2 separate regions of the Mus musculus genome follow, and region 2 is linked to region 1. A link is a contact called in public Hi-C data. All regions are on one chromosome and are shown on one strand. The core of a region is the stretch at or near the end of the contact, and the rest is flanking DNA. Distances in the headings are between cores, read along the strand shown. Region 1 has its middle 4.7 kb from the start of Gm30187. Region 2 overlaps 2310015A16Rik (a long non-coding RNA gene).

Region 1 (3,966 bases), core at 789-3,288:
ACTGTGATTCATGACCCCTGGGCTTTGAAACACAAGGACACCGTGTTCAGGGTCCTCCGCACCCCTCAAGGTGAGAGCTGGATGCGCTCAGAGCGAGACGAGATGGCTCTTCAGAGCAACTGAAGGCTCCAGGCTGCCCCAGGCAGCTCCAGGTGGCCCCAGGCTGCTACCGAATGAGTGTCAGAGTTCATCTCCTGAAGTCTGAGGCTGAGTCTTTTTGTCTTCTTGATTTTATTTTATTTTTTAAGATTGATTGATTGATTGATTGATTGATTGATTGATTTAATGTATGTGAGTACACTGTAGCTGTACAGATGGTTGGGAACCTTCATGTGGTTGTTGGGAATTGAATTTAGGACCTCTGTTCCCCCCAGTCAACCCTGCTCACTCCGGTTGGCCCTGCTCACTCAGGCACAAAGATTTATTTATTATAAATAAGTACACTGTAGCTGTCTTCAGACACACCAGAACAGAGCTTCAGATCTCATTACAGATGGTTGTGAACCACAATGTGGTTGCTGGGATTTGAACTCAAGACCTTTAGAAGGGCCATCAGTGCTCTTACCCCCTGAGCCATCTTGCCAGCCCTTGATTTTATGTTTTTAATTAGTCTTTTGCTAGTCTTGCTACCTGGATTTCCCTTTTCACTCTAACCCTGGTAGAGATGCAGCTAATCTCATGAACCACCAATAGGCTATGCTAGCAGCTCGAAAACGTCCATCTGTATTTCTGTTTTTCCTTGACACAGAGTCATACTGTGTGGCCCTGGCCCATCTTGGATTTGTGATTCTCCTGCCTCTGCCTCCCCAATGCTGATTTTAGGTGTGTTCCACCAAATCCACTGAAAAAGCCAACCTTTCAGAAAATTACACTCATTTATCTCTGTGTATCCACATGCGTGTATACCGTGGTGTGCGGGTGGCGATCAGAGAGTCAGTTCTTCTCATCCATTACTCCCTGGGATTGAACTCAGGTACTCAGGACTGGTAGCAAACACCCAGTAAGCCACCAGTCCATCCACCAAACCCCACCCCACCCCACCCCACCAAAAAAAAAATTTTTTTTAATTTTTTTCTTTTATTTTCTTCTTTGAGATAGGGTCTCTCTATGTAGTCCTGGCTGGCTTCAGGTCTCTGTAGACCACCAGGTTGGCCTCAAACTCACAGAAATCCACCTGCCTCTGCCTCTGGAGTACTGGAATTAAAGGTGTGCACCACCACACTCCAACTCAAAAACTTTGATGGTTTTGATCTCAGGATCCACATATGAGCCATTCTGAGTACAAGCTTTGTGTGTGTGTGTGTGTGTGTGTGTGTGTGTGTGTGTGTGTGTGTGTGTATGGGTACCTATGCCTGCTTTCCTAGAAACAAGTCTGTGTCTCACATCTTCAAAGGCAAGGCATCCTTGACCTTCTGACTCCCCACCTGACCCATTGTATCACAGAGGAGGAAACTCAGGTCCAAGATGAGTCTAGATTTCCACCTTCACACTCCACGCCAACCCCACGACTCAGGAAGGCCCTTGCATAGGTGGCCTGGAGTCCCAGAGCAGCCTCAGCCCAGACAGGAAACTGTCTAAAAGCTAAACTTGAGTTGCACACTGTCTTGCAATAGAGTCTCCTTGCACATTGCAAGCATCTTGCCCTGCCAGGCCTCCTGGGCAGCAGCCCAGAGGAGAGGTCCAATCCCAGTCACATGGTGGTAATTCTTAGCTAGCAACTGTGAGCATTGCACAAGACCAGACACAGGAGGGTATACTGTGCCCCACTAGGGCAAAGTGGATTGGGGGAGAATAGAAAGCTCTGGGCTCAGGATTAACCCACTGAACACAACACGAGGGGCCCAAGCAGAGCCAGCTCCACTGTACTGCAGACCAGGACAGCAAAGACCCACAAGGCAGAGGGCCCAACACACATGAATATTGTAATAGGTCACCTGACCCCTGCTATCGAGTGGCCACTGTTTACAGCCCAGCAGAGTACAGAGCACAAAGGCGACCTAGCCTAAACTCATCTGACTCCTGATGTTTGAAACTAGAACTCATTTGCTAAATGTGGATGGTGCTGACACCTGTCCTGGGCCGCAATTCATGTAGTCCCTGACAGGGGTCAGGACTGGGTGTGCCTGTCCCCAGACTCACCTCCTCCATTCAGGGCAGCCACGAGAGTTACAGTCAGACTCCAGAGGGTTCCAGGACACAGCCAGTTGAGCCAGAGATCGACCTGCCAGGGACTTATAAGTGTGTTTATTTCTGTCGTTGAGACTGGACTGCAGAAGGAATGGCTGTCCATAAAACCTCAGGAGTTCTGAACCATGTGTCACAGTGTAGTTGGGTGGCACCGCCAGTTGCTTCCACAGCTAGCTCTTTGGTCTTTCCATCATATGTATATTTACCTCTGTGCCACATAAGAGCTGGTGTCTCCTGTTCCAAGAAGTCATCTCGTGTCACCTGTAAGCATGGCCTTCTACATGTCAAGCTGGGCTGCAGCTATGGAAGGCATAAGCTCTGCCCTGCTTTGTAAGAAAACTCTCTTCTAAAACCCTCTTCTCTTGTTCAGAATGTACATCCAAGGGTATACACATCCAAAGCCTCCTCCATGGAAGGGCTCACCTTCCAGCTCCTGTAAGAACGTGGAACAAGAAAACCCCGCGCCACGTGTCTTCCCAAGTCTAACTAAATGTTTTTATGCCTTTATTGTCTTTGCATCGATTTAAAGTTTTGTAAGGTTCTCTTATTCTATTTAGGGACGTTGTTGGCGCTTTTAACATTTAACATATACACTTAGTTTAAAGCAGTGGTTCTCAACCTTCCTAATGCTGCCATCCTTTAATACAGTTCCTCACGCTGTCGGTGACCCCCCCAACCATAAAATTACTTTCATTGCTACTTCATAACTGTATTTTTACTACTCTTATAAATTGTTGTATAAATCCCTGTGAAAAAGTTGCAACCCACATATTGAGAACCAATGATCTAAAAGTATCTCTCTTGCTCCTGAATTTAAAAAAAAAAAAAAATCTGAAGAACATTTTAGACTTAAAAAAAAATCGAGATGGAGAGATGGCTCAGTAGTTTGACTGATCTTCCAGAGGTCCTGAGTTCAATTCCCAGCAACCACGTGGTGGCTCACAACCATCTGTAATGGGATCCGACACCCCTCTTCTGGTGTGTCTGAAGACAGCAACAGTGTACTCATAACATAAAATAAATCTCTAAAAAAACAATCATCATGTAGAAGTCCCTAAATGGGGCTGAAGAGATGGCTCAGCGGTTAAGGGCACTGACTGCTCTTCTAGAGGTCCTGAGTTCAATTCCCAGCAACCACATGGTGGCTCACAACTATCGGTAATGAGATCTGATGCCCTATTCTGATATGCAGGTGTGCATGCAGATAGAGCACTCATACACAAAATAAATAAATAAATCTTTTTTTTAAGGAAGAAGGGGGAGGACAAGGAGGAAGAGGAGGAGGAGGAGAAGAAGGAGGAGGAAGAGGAGGAGGAGGAGGAGGAGGAGGAGGAGGAGGAGGAGGAGAAGAAGAAGAAGAAGAAGAAGAAGAAGAAGAAGAAGAAGAGAAGAAGAGAAGAAGAAGAAGAAGAAGAGGAAGAAGAAGAAGAAGAAGAAGAAGAAGAAGAAGAAGAAGAAAAGAAGAAGAGAAGAAGAAGAGAAGAAGAAGAAGAAGAAGAAGAGAAGAAGAAGAGAAGAAGAAGAAGAAGAAGAGGAAGAAGAAGAAGAAGAAGAAGAAGAAGAAGAAGAAGAAGAAGAAGAAGAAGAAGAAAAGAAGAAGAGAAGAAGAAGAGAAGAAGAAGAAGAAGAAGAGAAGAAGAGAAGAAGAAGAGAAGAAAAAGAAGAAGAAAAAGAAGAAGAAAAGAAGAAGAGGAAGAAGAAGAAGAAGAAGAGAAGAAGAAGAAGAAGAAGAAGAAGAAGAAGAAGAAGAAGAAGAAGAAGAAGAAGAAGAAGAAGAAG
Region 2 (3,966 bases), core at 1,086-3,585, 200 kb before region 1:
TGGGCCTGGGTGATGTCAACCTTCCTTGTTTCTATGCATCCTTCCTGAGATGAAGGCTCTACTCTGAAAGTAAAGGCTATGGGACAGTCTCTGTAGGGTGAATGGAAATGGCCACCACAGGGGCTGGTTGAAGGCTTGTGGCACTATGGAGGTGACCTTCCTTCTGGTTTGGTAGGGGACCTTCAACAGAGATCTTCACTTTGTCATGGGTGCTTTGGGGCTGGAGTCAAGCTGGCTCCTCTGGGTCCCAAGATAAGTCCTGGCCTACACAAGGGAGCTTCTCTGTAGCATTTGATGACACTTCCAAAGAGAATCAATTTTCCATCATCACAAATAAAGAAACCTGAGCCCCAGGCTCACCCATCTTGACTGCCCACTGTGTGCTGCTCATTGTGAGTCTTGGGACTCTCTGTGTGCCAGTCCCCTTACTTCTGTCCATTCGCATCCAGAGAGGGCAGCTGAGGACCCAGGGGACCCCTCCAGACTGCTCGTTCCTGAAGTGACACCACACCTCCTCCCAAGGGCTCATGTGTCCAGCCTGTGCTGTGCTCCTTACCTGGTCACAGCTGCCCTTACCTGGTCACTCCAGCCATGCTCTCCTTGACACAGACAGAAGGGCTGGTCTCCTTACCAGAGGTTCCCAGTTGGTATAATAGTGTCTACTTCTCCCAGTTCTTCCAGAAATGAGAGGCCAAGGGGAAAACCCCCACATTGTCACATTCGTGGCCCAGCAGCTGAGGATGCCTTTGTGTCTCCCAGGCTCCCATGGCATCCATGTTTATTTTAGAGTGGCATCTGGCCTCAGAGTTCATGTCTCTTGACTCCAAGGGCTGAACGACATCACAGGTACTGAGAGAGGCTGTAACGAACGAGGTTGCTGTATACACTGTCCATACTCCTTGGCGTACAGATGCCATCTTCTGGAGGACGAGACCAGGAGGCAGGGGCTACGGCAAAAATGGTTTTCAACAACGAGCCCAGGTCCTTGGCTCCATGCAGATAAGCTTGCCTGGCTGTCTATGGGCATGAGGGCAAGAGAGCCCGGCAGGGACACTCTAGAGCATTCCTGAACAGAGGATAGCCCCATCGCAGGTGGCTGGAAAGCCGTGGCTGCTTTACCTCTCTTCAGTGCCTGCAGACATCAAGAACCCCTCCAGATACAGGTGGCAAATGTCCCATTCAATGCTACCACAGTGCCGTGTGACCACTGAAGGCAACCCTTTTAGGTAAACCGTGAGATTCTCACTAAGATCTTCGAGGGAACTTGTGTATGTATCATTGCACATATGTTCCAGTACATGGGCACAGGTGTGTGGGGATGGAGTTTTCTTCAGTCACTCTATACAGTGAGACAGGAACTCTCCCAGAGTTCGCCAGTCAGCTGGTCTAGCTAGCTGTCTTGCTCTAGGTCACCCCCTGTCTCTGCCTCCCCAGTGCTGGGACGTACAGGTGGCCATCACACACGTCCAGCTTTTACATGGGTTCTGGTGACAAAAACTTTGGCCCTCACCTGTCCACAGCATGTGCTGTGTCCCCCATGCCAGTTCCCTCCTGCACCTCCCCCAACTTCTTTTTAGAATGGACCCCACTGTGGACATGATGGCAAGCTATTTGGAGTCCCCTTCCAGAAGACTATGAGCAGGGTTCATGGGCACAGTCCCTGGTAAGGATACCCGCACTGTTCCTCCACCTCCCTTAAGTCTAGATGTTATCATTGTAGCCTCAGTGGCTGCTATCCTGAGCCCAGTGACACCCTACAGGATGCCTGTCCCCAGGATGCCTGGTAGCCTTCCCAGTTAGTGTTCTGGCCTCTGTGTCCCTTCCTCCTGGTCCTTCTGCTGCCACCAGCTCCTAGTGTCCTTGACACCAGGATCATCACTGTTAGGATTCTGTCCAACTTGGGACCAAAGGCCATGTGTTGGGGCCCCAGGGATCACACTGAGAGACTATGTAAGTGGGTACTGCGGGGCAGTGGGGTGCACTGGTTCTGATCTCCGGCGACCTCTGATCTTTGTAAACTCACAAATGTGCTCAGGAGCCTGAGGAGGCCAGAAAGGAGACGTCTCAGGGGTTGGAGGCTGGGCAGATGGCAGGTCAGGTGGGATGGAGCTGGGCAGAGACTGGCCTCCCTGCTGGAGAAGGTGACGTGGCTGTGCTTCCTGTGGGGCCTGTGGAGGCTTCCTCCAGGGCTTCTTAGGTAAGACGGCTTCCTGTGCACTCGTCTCAGGCCATGAAGTCAGCCCTCCACATATCTGGCCTGAGGACAGAGAAGGCTTCCTCTTTGGGGAGTGAAAAGGAACGTGGCCTCCCAAGCTTCAGGAAGGAAAGCCCTCACTTCCTGGTGAGAGGGAACAAACACGGCAGGCCTTGACTCCAAACCCAGAGGAACACGTCAGAGCCTGCCGCCTGGGACAGAGACAGTTGGCTGGCCTAGTCCTGTGGCTGTGCTTGCCGACGTCCTGACCTTACGATGGAGGCAAGCCTGTGAACGCCATGGGGGTAGGAAAAGCAGAGGATTTTCCTGGGGGTCACTTGGAAGCCTAGGTCTAGATGTCTAAGCCGCTGTGCCCTGCAGAGCCTGGCTCCTGCAGGTGCTCAGAGATCCATGTTCAAAGACTGTGAGCCACAGGCACGCTCTATGCTCTTCCGGGGTGGCTCTGTAACCAGCAATGGCTCGCACCGGGAGGAGTCCACGGAAGCTGGGCCTAGTCCTCTCACTCTGCCTCAGTGTACTGGCTGGGTTTGTGTGTCAGCTCAACACAGGCTGGAATTATCACAGAGAAAGGAGCTCCAGCTGGGGAAGTGCCTCCATGAGATCCAGCTGTGGGGCATTTTCTACGTTGGTGATCATGTGGGGAGGGCCCCTTGTGGGTGATACCATCCCTGGGCTGGTATCTATAAGAGAGCAGGCTGTGAAAGCCAGGGGAAGCAAGCCAGTAGGTAACATCTCTCCATGGCCTCTGCATCAGCTCCTGCTTCCTGACCTGCTTGAGTTCCAGGCCTGATTTCTTTTGGTGATGAACAGCAATGTGGAAGTGTGAGCTGAATAAACCATTTCCTCCCCAATTTGCTTCTTGGTCATGATGTTTGTGCAGGACTAGAAACCCCGACTAAGACACTCAGCCGTGTTTCTAGAGCTTTTGTGGCTAGACCCTGGCCTTGGGTATGAGCAGCCAGCCCTAGCTTCTGTCCCCTAACTGGGGACAGGCACTACAGGTCGCTTGGTATTCACTGTTGGGAACGTAAGTGTGGACTCTCTGCTCTCTAAGGACCTCTTGTTAATTCCTTTGGAGCTTCTGACAGACAATTGGAGAAATGACCCAGCTTCCCTCCTGTTCCACGTGGCAACAGACCTGAAGTGTGTCTACTTAGTGTCTCTGAGGCTCTGATGGGGTAACCTGGTCCTGTTCTGTCCTTCTTTTCTCCCTCCCTCCCTCCCTCCCTCCCTCCCTCCCTCCCTTCCTTCCTTCTTCTCTTCCTTCCTTCCTTCCTTCCTTCCTTCCTTCCTTCCTTCTTCCCTTCCTTCCTTCCTTCCTTCCTTCCTTCCTTCCTGGGGGCCAAGGCTAGGGATCTGCTGTACATAATCTTGAACCCTAACCCAGGTCTGACACAGGGATAGAGGAACTACTCTAACTATTGTGTGCTGTCTGTGTTCCAGCTGTGTCAGCCGTCCCTTTACCCATGAGTCTTTGGGGCACCTGAGGCCACTGCCATCCAGAGAGGAGGGGGAGGTCCTGTTTCTTGGCCTGGCCAATATTTATCTTTGTCTCCTAATATTATAGACACGGGGCAGGGAGTTGGAGCATGGTACAGGGTGTGTGTGTGTGTGTGTGTGTGTGTCCTCTTGGCACCAAGGCAGCCAAGTACTGGAGGCTTTAGACGACACCTGGAGAGGTGACGTGGCTGGGGCCAGCCCCAGCTTCTCCTACCATACCCTCCCTCCCTGGCTCAGTGAGTCTGGTTGTT

The links. A called contact is a pair of places that touch in the nucleus more often than the background predicts.
Region 2: a Hi-C map of liver shows a contact between it and region 1, with 4 times the contacts expected there. The contact joins two enhancer-like sites. A contact is called at or near these places in 6 of 484 Hi-C or Micro-C datasets (the HL-1 cell line, Th1 cells, bone marrow-derived macrophages and 2 more) and 8 of 115 datasets of contacts at active chromatin or transcription factors (DN3 thymocytes, the HL-1 cell line, the HPC-7 cell line and 5 more).

The regions. Positions count from the first base shown.
Region 1 is chr17:31,701,518-31,705,483 of GRCm38.p6, reverse strand. No RefSeq gene overlaps it. Among named protein-coding and RNA genes, the nearest start is that of Gm30187, 4.7 kb to the left of the region's middle. Within about 2 kb of position 2,038, at least 27 of the 459 cell types and tissues checked have an H3K27ac peak or open chromatin away from gene starts, as enhancers often do. A contact at or near this core is called in liver, where this site is marked.
Region 2 is chr17:31,904,285-31,908,250 of GRCm38.p6, reverse strand. 2310015A16Rik (a long non-coding RNA gene) reads left to right here. Exons shown (of 3, transcript XR_876746.3): 3 at 1-374. Among named protein-coding and RNA genes, the nearest start is that of 2310015A16Rik, 6.2 kb to the left of the region's middle. Within about 2 kb of position 2,335, at least 130 of the 459 cell types and tissues checked have an H3K27ac peak or open chromatin away from gene starts, as enhancers often do. A contact at or near this core is called in liver, where this site is marked.